2 separate regions of the Sus scrofa genome follow, and region 1 is linked to region 2. Evidence: chromatin contacts called from public Hi-C data. All regions are on one chromosome and are shown on one strand. The core of a region is the stretch at or near the end of the contact, and the rest is flanking DNA. Distances in the headings are between cores, read along the strand shown. Region 1 overlaps EPHB3 (ephrin type-B receptor 3). Region 2 holds the start of MAGEF1 (melanoma-associated antigen F1).

Region 1 (3,105 bases), core at 143-2,642, 110 kb after region 2:
CCCACTGGCTGCCTTTTTTACGCGCTCTCTGCCCCCAGGAGTGTGTAATTAATTAACCAAGACGCTAACCAGCTAACCAGTGTTAAGACCTCGCATGCCTCATCGGCCCCCAGGAAAGCCAGACCCCTCCTGAGTACCCTCATTCTTCCCAAGCCTTAACCACACCCCATCCCTCTTTACACCCCAGCTTGGGGGTGGGGGCGGGGTGTCTGAGGACTCAGCCAAAGCTCTAGTGAGACAGGTTAACAGGGTTAGGCGGCCCAGGTAGGAATGCACCGGGGGAGGAACCATCAAAGAAGGGGAGGCTTTTGTCCTTTCTTTGCATCCCTTCCCCCACCTCCGCTCCGTCGTGGGAAGCTCTGGGGGCGTGTGGGTTAGGAGGTGGGACCAAGGGAGGGTCTTGAAACAGAACGTGAGAACCGGGGTAAGGGAGGTGACTTGAGGACGTGGCGTACATGCAGGGGAGTACAAAGCCGGACACACGTGAAGGAGGTATGTACGGTGTGCTGCACAGGGCACATCCAATAGAGTACCTTATGCACCTCGGGTTTCCGGGGTCCAGACGTCCCTTGAAATCTTTGTCTTGGAGCGCACGCACAGAGGGCCCCTGTAAGTGCGTCTCCCAGCCCCCACCTCTCCCTCGGCGCTCAACGCCCACGGCCCCGCCCTCCCCGCCTGCACAGCCGGGGGCGTGACTTACATCGGTGGGCGGAGCCCTACCCCAGACTCCCACTAAGATGGTTCGAGTGAAAGGATAGGTGAGGAGGTCACTTCAGGAGACGCGGGCCACGGTCCCTCCCCTACCCTGGAGCCTCGGGAAGAGGAAGTGGACACTTGAGCAGGAGCTTGGAATGCCCCCTTCCCTTTATCTGAGCCCTCAGCCCGGGAATGCGGCGCGGGGTGTGCAAGACTCCACTCAGCACCGCGTCTCCTCCCTTGGCCGCCCGCGACACCTCTCGCCGCTGACAGCTGCGGCGCCTGGGCGCAGGGCGGCCTCGGGCCCTCCCCCACCCCCCTCATCGCCCCCTCAGCCTCCGCCCTCGGCGTAGTTCCCAACCGGGGAAGAAAGGAGGGCTCGGCGGAGGAGCTCCGTCCCATCCGGTCCCCGATCGCCGGAGCCCCCCGGGGCTGCAGAGGGCCCCAGCCTTGCAGGGAGCCCCTCCCCCGGGCAGCCACTGCAGCGTGGCTGGGCTCCGTGGGGGGAATACTAAGGAGCGGCACGCCGGGAGCAGCCCCGGTGCGGGAGCGCGCGGCGAGGGGCGGGAGCGGCCCCCGGAGCCGTAGCCGCTCGACCGCCGCGTCCCTGCCCCTCTTCTCGCCAGGCACTAGCCGCTGGAAGCGGGCGGGCAGAAACCCTCATCCTTCGCCTTGGACCCACTCCACTCTCTCGCCGGCCTGGTCTGCCTCCCGGGGCTTGGTCCCCTGCACCAGAAATAGCCGCGCGGTGCCTCCATCCTGCTGCACCACCAATCCCCAGCTATCGACCCCGCTTAGAATTCCCCTACCGAGCTCTGCCCTGCCTGGAAAGATGTGCCGGGCTCCGTCCCACACGTGAACCCAGAGATCTGAGGCTTGGTCCTCACTGCTCCCCCTCTCCGGTCCAGCCAGACTCTAATGTAGGATGTGCAGATTCCTTGGAAACCTGTTCTCTGCCCTGCAAAGGTTTACTGCCCAAGGTTCCCTCCTCCTGACACTGGAAAAGTGACTGCTCATGCCCCCGCACCCCCTCCCCGCGAGTTTCTGCGTCCAAGGGGCCTCTGAGGCCCCCCACCCTACCCTGCCCCCTCTCTCCTTTGACATTTCCAGAAGCTGTTTTCCTAACCCTCTCCCCAGTTCTGGTTATTTATCCTCTGAACCTTTCAAGTGTGCAGGCAGCCTCTGGGTGGGAATCCCAGCCTCAGGCCTTGCTTACTGGCTCAGCGACTTTGGGCAAGTTACTTAACCTCTCCCTTTCCTCCTCTGTAAAAAAGAGATAAAAATACTTCCTTCCCTGGCTGGGTTGTTGTGAGATTAAATAAGAGCCATGTATAAATGGAGCAGTTTAGCCTGGTGCCAGGAGCATAGTAATCACTGAGTAAAGAGTCGCCACACTGCTGGGCTGACGCTTGGCTGAAAGGAACCTGCTTCTGCAACTGAACACCAGTGGGCTCTCATCCCCTTTGTCCTGGGCCATGTGACCCTGGGAGCTGACCGACTCCCTCCACCCCCAGCTCCCACAGAGACAATGGGTGTAAAAAGACTCAGTCTGTGAAACACCATCCAGACTCAAGTGTCCGTCCGGAGAGACAACCCCTGGGAAGGCCCAGACCTTAGAAGGCAGGAGATTCGAGGTAGTTTGCTCTCTACTGTTATCACCCCACTTCCAAGAAGTTAGCTGCAACAAGGCTGAAGCACAAAAGGGAAATTGAGTCTGGAGAGGCCTGGATCTGGCCTCCCAACAACTCCTGGGGAGGAGTGGTGCTAAAGGACTGCGAACTTGTGGGCAACAGGGCATCCTGCCTTGGGAGGTGGAATGAGAAGCGGCAAGAGAATCATCTTATTGCCTTTATTCCGCTGACGGCCCAGCTGGCCCCACTGCAGGGCACAGGGCCAAGCTTTTACACACTCACTCATGCTCTCTGTGCAGGCCAGTGCGTGCACACACACACACACACACACACACATACACACATCCAATCTCTGGCTCTGAGAGTCAGTCTCTGGGGTTGGGGGCAAGGGGCTGCTCCTCAGCCTGCCCCTGCCTGCCCTTTTATGACAGCACCAAGGGCGGGGGTGGGGCAGGGCCCTCAGCCCCCAGAACAAGTCCCTGTGCAAACTGGAGGTGCCAGCTGGCTTTGGGATGGGGGTGTCACATTCCCCCATTCCCAGAGTCCCTCCTCCAGTTTCTGAGGGAGGGACTGCTCTCCACCTACCTGGGGGGCCAGACCCCTGCCAGGGCTGGGCCCTATGGAGCCCAGGCTTATCCCCCACCTGACGGTGCCAGGACCTCCAGCACTGAAGAACAGCCAAGTCTGAGGTGGTGGGGATTCCCCCACTGGAGAGCAGGAAGGCCTGGGCCCCGAGGGGCTTGGAAGGGGTCATCACCCCCTCTCCTAATCCATCTTC
Region 2 (3,336 bases), core at 49-2,548:
TTAGGTTAATTCGTCCAAGACTACATAGCTAGTAAATAGCAAATTTCATAGGACAGACATATCTATAAAACGAGGATAGTGCTAAGAGTACTTACTTTAATGAGAATTAAATAAATTAATATTGGAACGATGGTTAGAACAGAGCCTGGAGCACAATAAGGTGTATATGAGTGGGTGTTAAACAAATACAAATTTCTACGGTGATTCAGATATAGGAGTAAATAACTTCCATGCACAGAGACTAAGGAAGGCTTTGGAAAGGAGAAATTTAAGCTGATCCTAGAAATGAGGGGAAGGGTGAGAAGAGAAGCAGGGGAAGGGAAAGGAGGAGGAGAAGGGGAAGGAGGGAGGAGGAAGGGAGAGGGGAGACTGGGATGAAAGGAGGGAAAAGGGAGGGGGAAGGGAGGAAATGAGAGAAAAGGGAGAGGAGGAGTTGGAGAGGGAGGGAGAGAGGGAGGAGAGACACTAGGAGAAAGCTCAGAGTAGAGTAGGCAAAAAGAAAAAGTAATGGGAGTAGTTAAGTTTGATTACATTTTTTAAAAAACCTCCCCTTTCCTCCAATCTGTCACTATTTCTGCCAGCTATACTTCAATATATCGTTTATCATCTTCCTTTCACCCCTGTAGAATCTACTATCCTTACTCCCTCGTCATCCATTCTACGATATTTATGGAGTGCCTCTATGTGCCAGGCACTGATACACCAATGAACAAGATAGGCCACGTCTTAGTTCCTATTCTGCACTATGAAATAATACTCCAATACTTCAAGCTGGATTCCCAGTTTTTGGTCAGCCCTACTCCAATCCATTCTCTACACTGCCACCCAGAGAGACTGGAAAGATAACAGATCTGGTCTGGGCACTCCTTTGTTTAATCTTCCTGTTGCATATTCCCATCGTCCTCAGAAAAGATTTCAATCTGCCTAGCATCCTGTTCAAGGCCCTGCACCGTCCCGCACAGCCTTATCTCCCAGCCTTCATCTCCTTACATTCCGCATTTGAACCACAGTAAATTACTCAAAATCTTAGGTACACACACTTAGAATCAAGCGCCTGCTGAAAGGACGTGGCTAGAACTCCATCCTACTCCATTCTTGCACACTGAAACCTTGAGAAATTCCTGGTTATCCTCCTCCAGCTTTGCAGTCTTAAAAAGCTGCGCAAACTACACTCTTCCACAGCCCAAGCATCCCGGAAAGCCGGTGCGCACCTCCAACCCAGCGGTAGCCGGAAAAGGAGGGGCTTCGCCGGCCTCCGGGCCGCCATCTTGGCTGAGTTGGCCGGAAGTGTTACGGCGATCCAGCGGCGGGCGCGCACTGAGGCTGCGCGGCGGCGGCGGCGCAGGTCTTGAGCGCCGGCGGCGTTGCGGCGACCGTCCCGAGCCGTGTGCGGTACCGCCTAGCAGCCACAGAAACCCCTGTGTCATCTCTCCTAGTCCTACTCCAGGCGCCCCAGCCGCTGTCCAACCCTTCCGCCAGGGTTTGCGCAGCGGCTTGCACATCCCTCGGCCCGAGTACGCGCTTTGCACCTGCCTGCGCAAAAACATGTTGCAGAAACCCGAGAGCGGGGTTCTCCCCGTCCCTCAAGTCGAGGGGGAGATGGATGGCAGCCATGACGGTGAGACCCAGGCCCTGACCGTCTCGCAGGAGGAGGCCCCGAGCCCCCTCCTGCAAGAGAGCCCAGAGGAGGACCTTGACGCAGTAAAGGAGGAAGGGGCTGCGGAGCCCGCCCTCACCCCGAAAGGTGCGAGGGCCTTGGCAGCCAAAACTTTGGCCCGGCGCCGGGCTTGCCGCCGTCTGGATCGGACGGTGGCCGAGTTGGTGCAGTTTCTGCTGGTGAAGGACAAGAAGAAGAGTCCCATCACTCGCTCGGAGATGGTGAAGTATGTTATCGGAGACTTGAAGGATCTGTTCCCCGAGATCATCGCAAGGGCCGCAGAGCATCTGCGGTATGTCTTTGGTTTCGAGCTGAAACAGCTTGACCGCAAGCACCACACTTACATCCTGATGAACAAACTAAAACCTCCTGAGGATAAGGAGGAGGATCTGGGAGGAGATGGCCCCAGACTGGGTCTCTTAATGATGATCTTGGGCCTTATCTACATGAAAGGTAATAGCGCCAGGGAGGCACAGGTCTGGGAGATGCTGCGTCGGTTGGGGGTGCGTCCCTCAAAATATCACTTCCTCTTTGGGTACCCGAAGAGGCTTATTATGGAAGATTTCGTGCAGCTGAGATACCTCAATTACAGGCGTGTGCCTCACACCAACCCACCGGAATGTGAATTCTCTTGGGGTCCCCGAAGCAACCTGGAAACCAGCAAGATGAAAGTCCTGGGGTTCGTGGCCAAGCTCCATAAGAAAGAACCCCAACACTGGCCAGTGCTGTACCGTGAGGCCCTGGCAGACGAGGCTGACAGAGCCAGAGCTGAGGCCAGTATTAGGCCTAGGGCTAGGGCCAGAGCCAATGCTAGGGCCGGCAATCACCGCTGGTGAGGGCTATTGGAAGAGTGGCCAGCCGGAGGGGGGGGGGCTGAGGGGGTGGGTGGAGTTGGGCACAAAAACTACTGAGTCTAAGTAGAATAGGTGGGGGGAGGGTCGTGTTTTCTGTAGCGGTTGTATTTATGTAACTAGGATTTAGGTTTTGTATCTTGCTAAGTTTTGTTACATTTAATATACTGTTAAATTGATGTTTGTAAATGAGATTCGTATACTTTTTCCTGTAGGATTTTGTTGTAAAGTTTTGCTGGTTTTGTAAAATGAATTGAAAAACATTTTATTCTGTGATCTTGAACAAATGATGCAACAGTGAATGCTGTACTTAGGTAGTTTAAAGGAACTCAGCAGTATGATGATCTGGTACCAGAAAAAAAATAACTGATTAGTATCTAGCTTCGCAACACTTTTTTGTGTATTGTATAAAGAAAAAAGACTGACATGTAACTCTATTTGCTTAGTTATTATAGTATCTGGGGGGGGGAATGCAATAAATTAGAAGTATAACCTGGTATACTTAATATATGTTTGTTAAGTGTCTTTTGTGTAATGCACTGTTGGGGGTATTTGAGGATAGAGTGCTGAAAAAGATAAAGGTCCTACATTTCAGAACTGGACAGTAAATAAATAAACAGGAAATTACAGTGCAGTGAGTTGAAGACTACAGAAAGCCACCCAACCCAGCTGGGGGATTGGTTGAGGCTTGCCTGAGGTTCCCTTTAGTTGGACTTTGGTGTAGCAGTGGGAAGGGTGGAGAAGAGGGGAAGGAAAAGAAGAAGTTAGGGGGTGGGAAGCGGTTAAGATCATAGATGCTGATCAGTAACATGGGAAGACTTGATACAT

What was found. A called contact is a pair of places that touch in the nucleus more often than the background predicts.
Region 1: a Hi-C map of retroperitoneal adipose tissue shows a contact between it and region 2, with 1.6 times the contacts expected there. The contact joins the enhancer-like site here to the promoter of MAGEF1 in region 2. A contact is called at or near these places in 1 of 5 promoter capture datasets (fetal skeletal muscle), 10 of 47 Hi-C or Micro-C datasets (alveolar macrophages, embryonic fibroblasts, fetal heart ventricle and 7 more) and 1 of 2 datasets of contacts at active chromatin or transcription factors (skeletal muscle).

The regions. Positions count from the first base shown.
Region 1 is chr13:122,487,723-122,490,827 of Sscrofa11.1, reverse strand. It overlaps EPHB3 (ephrin type-B receptor 3), which reads right to left. Exons shown (of 16, transcript XM_003358733.5): 16 at 2,532-3,105. Among named protein-coding and RNA genes, the nearest start is that of EPHB3, 22 kb to the right of the region's middle. Within about 2 kb of position 1,392, at least 36 of the 83 cell types and tissues checked have an H3K27ac peak or open chromatin away from gene starts, as enhancers often do. A contact at or near this core is called in retroperitoneal adipose tissue and skeletal muscle, where this site is marked.
Region 2 is chr13:122,600,662-122,603,997 of Sscrofa11.1, reverse strand. It overlaps MAGEF1 (melanoma-associated antigen F1), which reads left to right and starts at 1,298. Exons shown (of 1, transcript XM_003483283.4): 1 at 1,298-3,014. The coding sequence starts at 1,546. The coding sequence ends at 2,493. The region is part of intron 2 of LOC110256376 (a long non-coding RNA gene); the gene reads right to left.